Linked DNA regions of Rattus norvegicus: region 1 is linked to region 2. The links are chromatin contacts, called in public Hi-C maps. All regions are on one chromosome and are shown on one strand. The core of a region is the stretch at or near the end of the contact, and the rest is flanking DNA. Distances in the headings are between cores, read along the strand shown. Region 1 has its middle 160 kb from the start of En1. Region 2 holds the start of En1 (engrailed homeobox 1).

What was found. Hi-C and Micro-C count contacts between places; a contact is called where the count stands out from the background.
Region 1: a contact with region 2 is called in a Hi-C map of psoas muscle, with 4 times the contacts expected there. The contact joins the enhancer-like site here to the promoter of En1 in region 2. A contact is called at or near these places in 4 of 12 Hi-C or Micro-C datasets (the Rat2 cell line, Schwann cells, mammary epithelial cells and 1 more).

What each region holds. Positions count from the first base shown.
Region 1 is chr13:34,462,614-34,466,223 of GRCr8, forward strand. No RefSeq gene overlaps it. Among named protein-coding and RNA genes, the nearest start is that of En1, 160 kb to the left of the region's middle. Within about 2 kb of position 1,963, at least 23 of the 93 cell types and tissues checked have an H3K27ac peak or open chromatin away from gene starts, as enhancers often do. A contact at or near this core is called in Schwann cells, where this site is marked.
Region 2 is chr13:34,301,360-34,305,010 of GRCr8, forward strand. It overlaps En1 (engrailed homeobox 1), which reads left to right and starts at 2,325. Exons shown (of 2, transcript NM_001398705.1): 1 at 2,325-3,651. The coding sequence starts at 2,978.

The sequences.
Region 1 (3,610 bases), core at 713-3,212, 160 kb after region 2:
CAGTGTAGCACGCTGTTTAACCTGGGTCCAGCTTTAGCATCAGTTCCTCCAAACGAAAGCTTTCTTTCCCCTTCCCTCCCTTCCTCACACCCCCACTCCTCCCTTTCTCCCCTTCCCTTTGTTCCCTCTTCCCTCCCTACCCCTCCCTTACTTTTCTTCCCTTTCTCCCTCATCCTCCATCTTTTATCCTGCCCTTCTATTCCTTTCCCATCCCTTATCCTCCTTCTCTTCCTCATCCCCCCATTCTTTTTCCTATCCCTTCTTCCCCACCTCTTCCTCCTTCCCCCCATTCTTCTTTTATTTATTTTGGGGCAGCTGGTCTTGAACCGTTGGGCTGAAGTACTAATTCTCCTTCCTCAGTCTCCTGTGTAGTTGGAACTGCTCGGGTACTTTCAAGATATCAGCACTCAGAGCAGCCTCATGGGAGTAAATGCATGGTTCCATTTAGTGATGGAGGTTGGGATGGTGTGGGAGTGGGAAAGCTCCACCCACTAAGATACTAAAATCTTTAAACTCACTATGGCCTTCTTACCCTCATAGTTCTCTTCAAAATAATGAAAAGTCACTTTGGAGGTAGACTGCGGCTAATTATAAGACCTGTTTTATGAAGCACGTGTGTTGTCCGTGCATGTATATGTGTGCAAGTGTTTGTAGAGGTCAGAGGTCAATGTTGGGTGTCTTCTTCAATCTCTCTCTACCACTTTTGTCTTCTTCTTTTGAGACAGTCTCTCATGGACCCTGATGCTTGCCAATTAGCTACACGGACTGAGCAGCAAGCCCCAGGGAACCTCCTATACGCAGATCCCCAGGAATGGGTTTTCAGATTTGCTGTGCTACTCCTGGGCTTTTCAATGGGTGCCAGGGGTTCAAATTGGGGTCCTTGGCAAGCACTTTACCCACAGACCCATCTCTCCAGCCCTGATTAAAATAATAATGATAATAATAACAACAACAACAATAATAATAAATTAAAAAGCATCCTGTCTATTTAGTGCCAATTCTGAAGTATTTGTCATTTCTGATCCTAAGTCTCACACTGTCCCAGGCTATGATTACTCTCATCCTTCAGCTTGCTAAGTCCTCGGCTTACTGGCGTGTGCTACCACGCCTGGCAAACACCCTTTAGTACTTGGCCTCCACTAACTGAGTTTGGCTTAATTAAGCAATCAGATGAACTATCACAGATAAGCCAGGCCTGAACACAAACAACAAAGGAAAGTACTTCTAAGACACAGCCATTCCTGTCAGGTTCTGATCACTATCTTCTTGATGGTTTTTATCTTTCGTATCATAAAATAATTCATCTTAAACATCGCACTTAAAGGGACTTGACTGCTGATTCATATTCGAGTTAATCTGGTATCAATTACTGGCCTGGGTTTGGAAAATTTGATGTCTGAGCAGATGAAATACTTCAATACCTTAGATAGAGCCGGTTTCTGGATCCAGCCTGCAATGGCACGGTCAGAAAAGTTTAAAATATTTCTGCCAGATTCAAAGACGAGCAAGATTAAAAATTCCCAAATGTGTATCCTGGATCCCCTCCAAAAACATTCCATCTTTATTCATTATTGGATATTGTCTTGATTAAAATTCCTGTTGGTTTGTCCTTGGTTAAGTAGTAATCTTGTAGCCTAGCATTTGGAATGTATTGGGATCATGTGACACGCGTGAGCCCAAATGAATATAGAGAGATCTCTTTCACAAGTCAGCAAGGATGACTAGAACGAGTTCAGATTTCAGCAGCGCAGCTTCAGGCTGGGGGAGGGGAGGGAGTTATCTGGTCGGCACATTCTTTGCCAACATGTGAGTCAGAGAGAGCTGTTCAAAGCAGGATGACTTTTCCCTGTAACACCAAAGTCCTGAATCGAGGCAGATTTCTCCAGAGAAAATGAGATCCTCCTCCTTCTCCCCCCCTTTATCTCTCTGTTCTATTTCTAGCAGTTGCTAACTTCACCCAGTAACATGTGAAAAATGCAGTCCGCAATGGGAAGCAGATGACTGGGCCACCATCTTCTGAGTCACCCTTCTGTCCTCTGCATTCTTTTCAAGACTGAAAAGACTGATCCTGAGGAGGGGCTGAACAGGGGAATCCGAGGGAAATTTGGGTGTCCTCAGTAGCCCTGAACGTGCTTGTGTGTGTGTGTGTGTGTGTGTGTGTGCGTGTGTGTGTGTGTGTGTGTCCCCACATGTTTATGTAGAACTTAGAGGACAACCTTAGCTGTCCTTTCCCTTCAGGCACTGCCCACTTGAGACTGGGTTTCTCAAGGACCTGTAGCTCTCTGGTTTGGTGAGGCTGGCTGGCCTGTCTCTGCCTCCCTAGTACTGGGATTTATAAGCATCTACCAGCACACCTGGCTTTTCACAAGAGTGCCGGAGAGCTAAACAGAGGTCTTGCATGGTAATACATCACTGAAAGAACCATCTCCCCTGCCCTCACACACTTTTTTGGTTCCCACAACCTGCCTGGTACTGGTCCCCAGGGACTCCAGTCTAGGTCCCGATGCCTGTGGAAGATCAAGAAGAAAGAGAGTAGGAGGCTGTGCAACACTGGAAGGCCCAGCTGGCCTTTTGTTTTGTTTTATATTAATGGGCACTGGGACATGAAGTCTGTCTCAGAGCAGGGAGGGACAGAATATTGGCGAAGGTCTGAGTCCCCAGAGATGACAAGAGCTGTCAGCACCTCTCTTGTGCTGGAAACATATCCGTCAGCTAGAAAAAGTCATGAGCTGAAGCTGGAGCCAAGCGTTTTGGGATAGACTCAACTTTAGGGTAAGCTGTCAGGGAGTCAGTTCACGGCTGTGTGATCCCCAATGTGGCTAGTAAGGATACCACGGGGGACTGGATGCTCCTCTTGTCCCCAGTAACTGGATTGGGATCCTCTGGAACAAAGCATCCAGCTGCAGTGAGAGCTGCAAAGAAGGCTGTAGTGTGTGTGTGTGTGTGTGTGTGTGTGTGTGTGTGTATGTGTGTGTGGTGTGTGTGTGTGTGTGGTGTGTGTGTATGTGTATGTGTGTGTGTGGTGTGTGTGTGTGTGTGATGTGTGTGTATGTGTATGTGTGTGTGTGGTGTGTGTGTGTGATGTGTGTGTATGTGTATGTGTGTGTGTGTGGTGTGTGTGTGTATGTGTGTATGTGTGGTGTGTGTGTGATGTGTGTGTGTTTGTATGTGTGTGTATGTGTGTGTGTATGTGGTGTGTGTATGTGTGTGTGTATGTGGTGTGTGTGTGTGTGTGTGTGTGTGTGTGTAAATGTCAGAGGTCAATGTCTGACATCTTCCTTAATTTCTCTCCACCTTATTTGTTGCAATAAGTTCTCTCCCTGAACCTGGAGCTCAGAGATTTGTCCAGACTGGCTGACAGGGAGACCCAGAGGTCCTTTTTGCTCTGCCGACCACTATTCTGGGAGTGTAGGCGCATGTATCTCCAAGTCCAACTTTTTATCTGGGTGAGGGGAACTGAATGCAGCCCCTCATGCTTGCCGGGCAAGCACTTTCCACACTGGGTTATCTCATCACCCTGACACTTCACAGCATTGTGTGACCCAGGGAGATCAGCTTCTGGGAATCTGGCTACTTACAGAAACAAATGAGTCAGCTAACTTCCCACGAG
Region 2 (3,651 bases), core at 1,075-3,574:
AATGAATTACCGACGTTAAGCCGTCAATAAAGTCATTTCTGTAAATGGTGTCTCCAAAGGGCCGCCGCATTATTCAGCTGGCTTTATCAGCTGGCTGGAAATTACGTACAGGACCGGGCCGCGCGGCGCGCGGGGCCGCTCACTTTGATTAAACGTCTTGCCAGCGCTATGTGACAGAGCTTTTGACCAGGGTTTTATTCACAGGCCTGTGATGAACGCCAAGCTGATCAGGCGGAATGAAGAGTAATTAAAACCTATAAATTATCTTCCGCAGCCCTTCTCACGGCGTCTCCTGCAGGCGAGATAAGGCGTCGAGACCCTATTTACGGCGCTGAAAGGGACCGCGGTGCACAAAAGCTACGCGGCTAAATAGGATATTGATAGTGTCCTAATTAGAATTTAATTAAGTACCCACGGTCGCTTGCGGGATAAAGATTTCAATTTTGCGAACTTAAATATAAATAAAAATCCCACCCCTATTTCGGGGGGAAGGAGTGAGGGCAACTGGAGATTTCGGGGAGCCCTTGGGTTAGAAACAGAAGGTAACCCATGAGACGGCACAGTGGATGTGAAGTGGCTTCAGAAAGTTGGAAAGACCGCTGTGGCCCCAGAGACTCAACTCTGGAGAGGTTCTTGCCACCAAGCCCCAGCGCAGTGCTTTTTGGAAACTCGGCCCGGGAAGTCGGGAGATCCTCGGCTGAGCCGAGATGAATCCAAGCAAAAGACGAATTCCGGTCTGCCTCGGGTCCCCAGGACAAACTTTGCATCATTGCTCCGGTTAGACTGGTGGGTTTGGTTGTATTTTCTTCCCAATCTAGCCTCTGTGACTTTTAATCTTTTTTTTTTAAACTAGGGGTAGAGAGTGTAACTTTTATGTGCCAAAGAGGTAGTCAGAAACTATAACATTTGGGGATGGCGATCAAGGAAGCGTGGGACTGCCAGGATCTCCAACAGAACATTGGGTGGGAAAGGCTTCCTTTGCAGAGGGCTTTCTTGGACTGAAGGCTTCTACAATCTATTCGTACCTGACCCTCTCTAAAACAGCTCTCCAGGAAATCACTCCAGCTCCCAGAACCACCCTTCCCTCCCTAACCTTGGTAATGAAAAACTTTTGAGGTACTCCATTCGGGGAAAAGAGGAAATGCCCATAATATAGCAGCGTGGGAGCGACTGGAGGCGAGAATCCTCAGGGTTCCACCCCAAGGCACCCGGGAGTGGGCAGCAATACCAGCGAGTTCAGCTTAGAATTAGGGCAACCCGTTGTCCAGCCTTCAGCCAGCCAAGGCAAATATTTGAAGCGCAGTAGTTTTATTGGTTTAATTTCTACTTTGCAGGGAAATCTAACACAGAGGTTTCCCTGAAGTTGAAACCCAAACCTAGGCCTTGAAAGGTGGCACATCATGTCGCCTGGTTTAGGCTCGCTTTTGAGACAACTCTACCAGGTTAGAACAACCCGGATTCCCCTTAGCCAGGCCGGCACTAGAGCTCTGGACATGGCTTCACAGACCCCCATCTCGGCAGCTTGGGGTGTTGGTGATCCAGAGAGGGAAGGGCATGTTTGCGGATCTCAAACGACAGTGTGGCTAGCCATTGACATAAACCAACAGTGCCATCAAGGTGTAGCAGGCCTCTTGGGTTTGCCATTAGTAGGAAAAAAACTACATCTCTGAAAGTAGCCAGACATAACCTAAGTCTTTCACTCATGCCGGATCTCTTTGGTTTCATTCATTTACACACACACACACACACACACACACACACACACACACACACACACACTCGAACAGAGAGGAGAGACAGAGACAGAGACAGAGACAGACAGAGACAGAGACAGAGACAGAGGGGAGGGAGGGAGAGAGGGAGAGAATATAAGAATATAAGCTAAATGTCTTTGGCGCGCGGGGGGTGGGGGTGGGGTGGGGTATGGTATCCCAAATCCCTGCCGCCTGTCGCTGTCCCCAGCGCGCACGAACCCATAATCCTGTATTTCTCCAACAAGTTGTGGACTTGCTTCTCTTATCTGTCTACATCCCAAATTCTAGCTTTTTCGGATCTCTTCGTGCCCTCTTCAGTCCGGATCTGAAGGAGGGGGAGGGGCGTGGGCACAGATGGGGGCAGGGCAGGCCGGACGTACGGGGCCTGAGCCTCTGCACCCCCTCTCCACCCACGGCCGCCGCCCCCGGATTATTTATCCGCAAAGTCCCGCGCGCGCCCATTGGGCCGAGCCCTGAGTGTCAGCGCGAGTCCCGGCTCGCCATTGGTCCTACACACGTGCGGCCCTGACTCACGTGCTTCCGGTTTGAAGGCAAAAAGTGTGCCTGGGTGATTTTTTTTTTTTTTTTAAGCGAGAGAGTTTGTGCAAAGATCCGAGCTGTCAGAGATTTCAGGGGGGAAAACGGAGCCCGGCACTGGCGGAGACGCGCTCTCCCTGCAAAAAAGCAAAGGCGATTAAAGGCGCTGCCAGCCTCGCGCTCTGGGCACAGCTGAGCGTGACACTGGGGAAGTCAAACCCCTCTTTACAGCCTAGGAAGATGGCTAGACTTTAAAGACTATTTTTTCCCTTTAAGGAAAAAATCTCGGAGCTTAAAAAAATCATTTTTTTCTTTTCTTTTTTTCCTCCTTTTATTTTTTTAAGCCGAGGCTTACTCCCCCATTAAGACCAATCACTGAAATCTGGTTGCTGAAAGAAAAAAAGAAAAAGAAAAGGAAAAAATAGCCAAGTGTCTTCACTGTATCTGGATGTCTACAAATTAGAGAGAGGGAGAGAGCGAGATTTGCTCCACCAGAGCGGGCGAGAGCCAGGCCAGACGCTCGGCTTTCTTTTTTCCTTCTGTACCCGCCCTGTGCCTTCGCTGAGGCTTCGCCTTGCCTCCTTCCTCTCCGCGCACCCCCACGGGCCCGCTGGCAAAGTGGGGTGGGGAGCGAGGCGCGGGGGGCGGGGGCCGGCGCCGCGGCCAGGGCTGCCGGGCGGCCGAGCATGGAAGAACAGCAGCCGGAGCCTAAAAGTCAGCGCGACTCGGGCCTCGGCGCGGTGGCAGCGGCGGCGGCGGTGGTGGCGGCGGCGGCCCCGGGCGGCCTCAGCCTGAGTCTCAGCCCAGGAGCCAGCGGCAGCAGCGGCAGCGATGGAGACAGCGTGCCGGTGTCCCCGCAGCCAGCGCCCCCGTCGCCTCCTGCGGCACCCTGCCTGCCGCCCCTGGCCCATCACCCGCACCTCCCCCCGCATCCCCCGCCCCCGCCGCCACCGCCGCCGCCGCCGCCGCCACCGCAGCATCTCGCGGCGCCTGCTCACCAGCCGCAGCCCGCGGCCCAGCTGCACCGCACCACCAACTTTTTCATCGATAACATTCTAAGGCCCGATTTTGGTTGCAAAAAGGAACAGCCCCTGCCGCAGCTCCTAGTGGCTTCGGCTGCAGCCGGAGGAGGTGCAGCAGGAGGTGGAAGCCGCGTGGAGCGTGACCGAAGCCAGACTGGTGCAGGTAGAGACCCTGTCCACTCTCTGGGCACACGAGCTTCGGGCGCTGCCTCGCTCTTGTGTGCTCCAGATGCGAACTGTGGCCCACCCGACGGCTCCCAGCCCGCCACCGCCGTCGGCGCGGGCGCATCCAAAGCGGGGAACCCGGCTGCTGCGGCGGCTGCAGCCGCGGCAGCGGC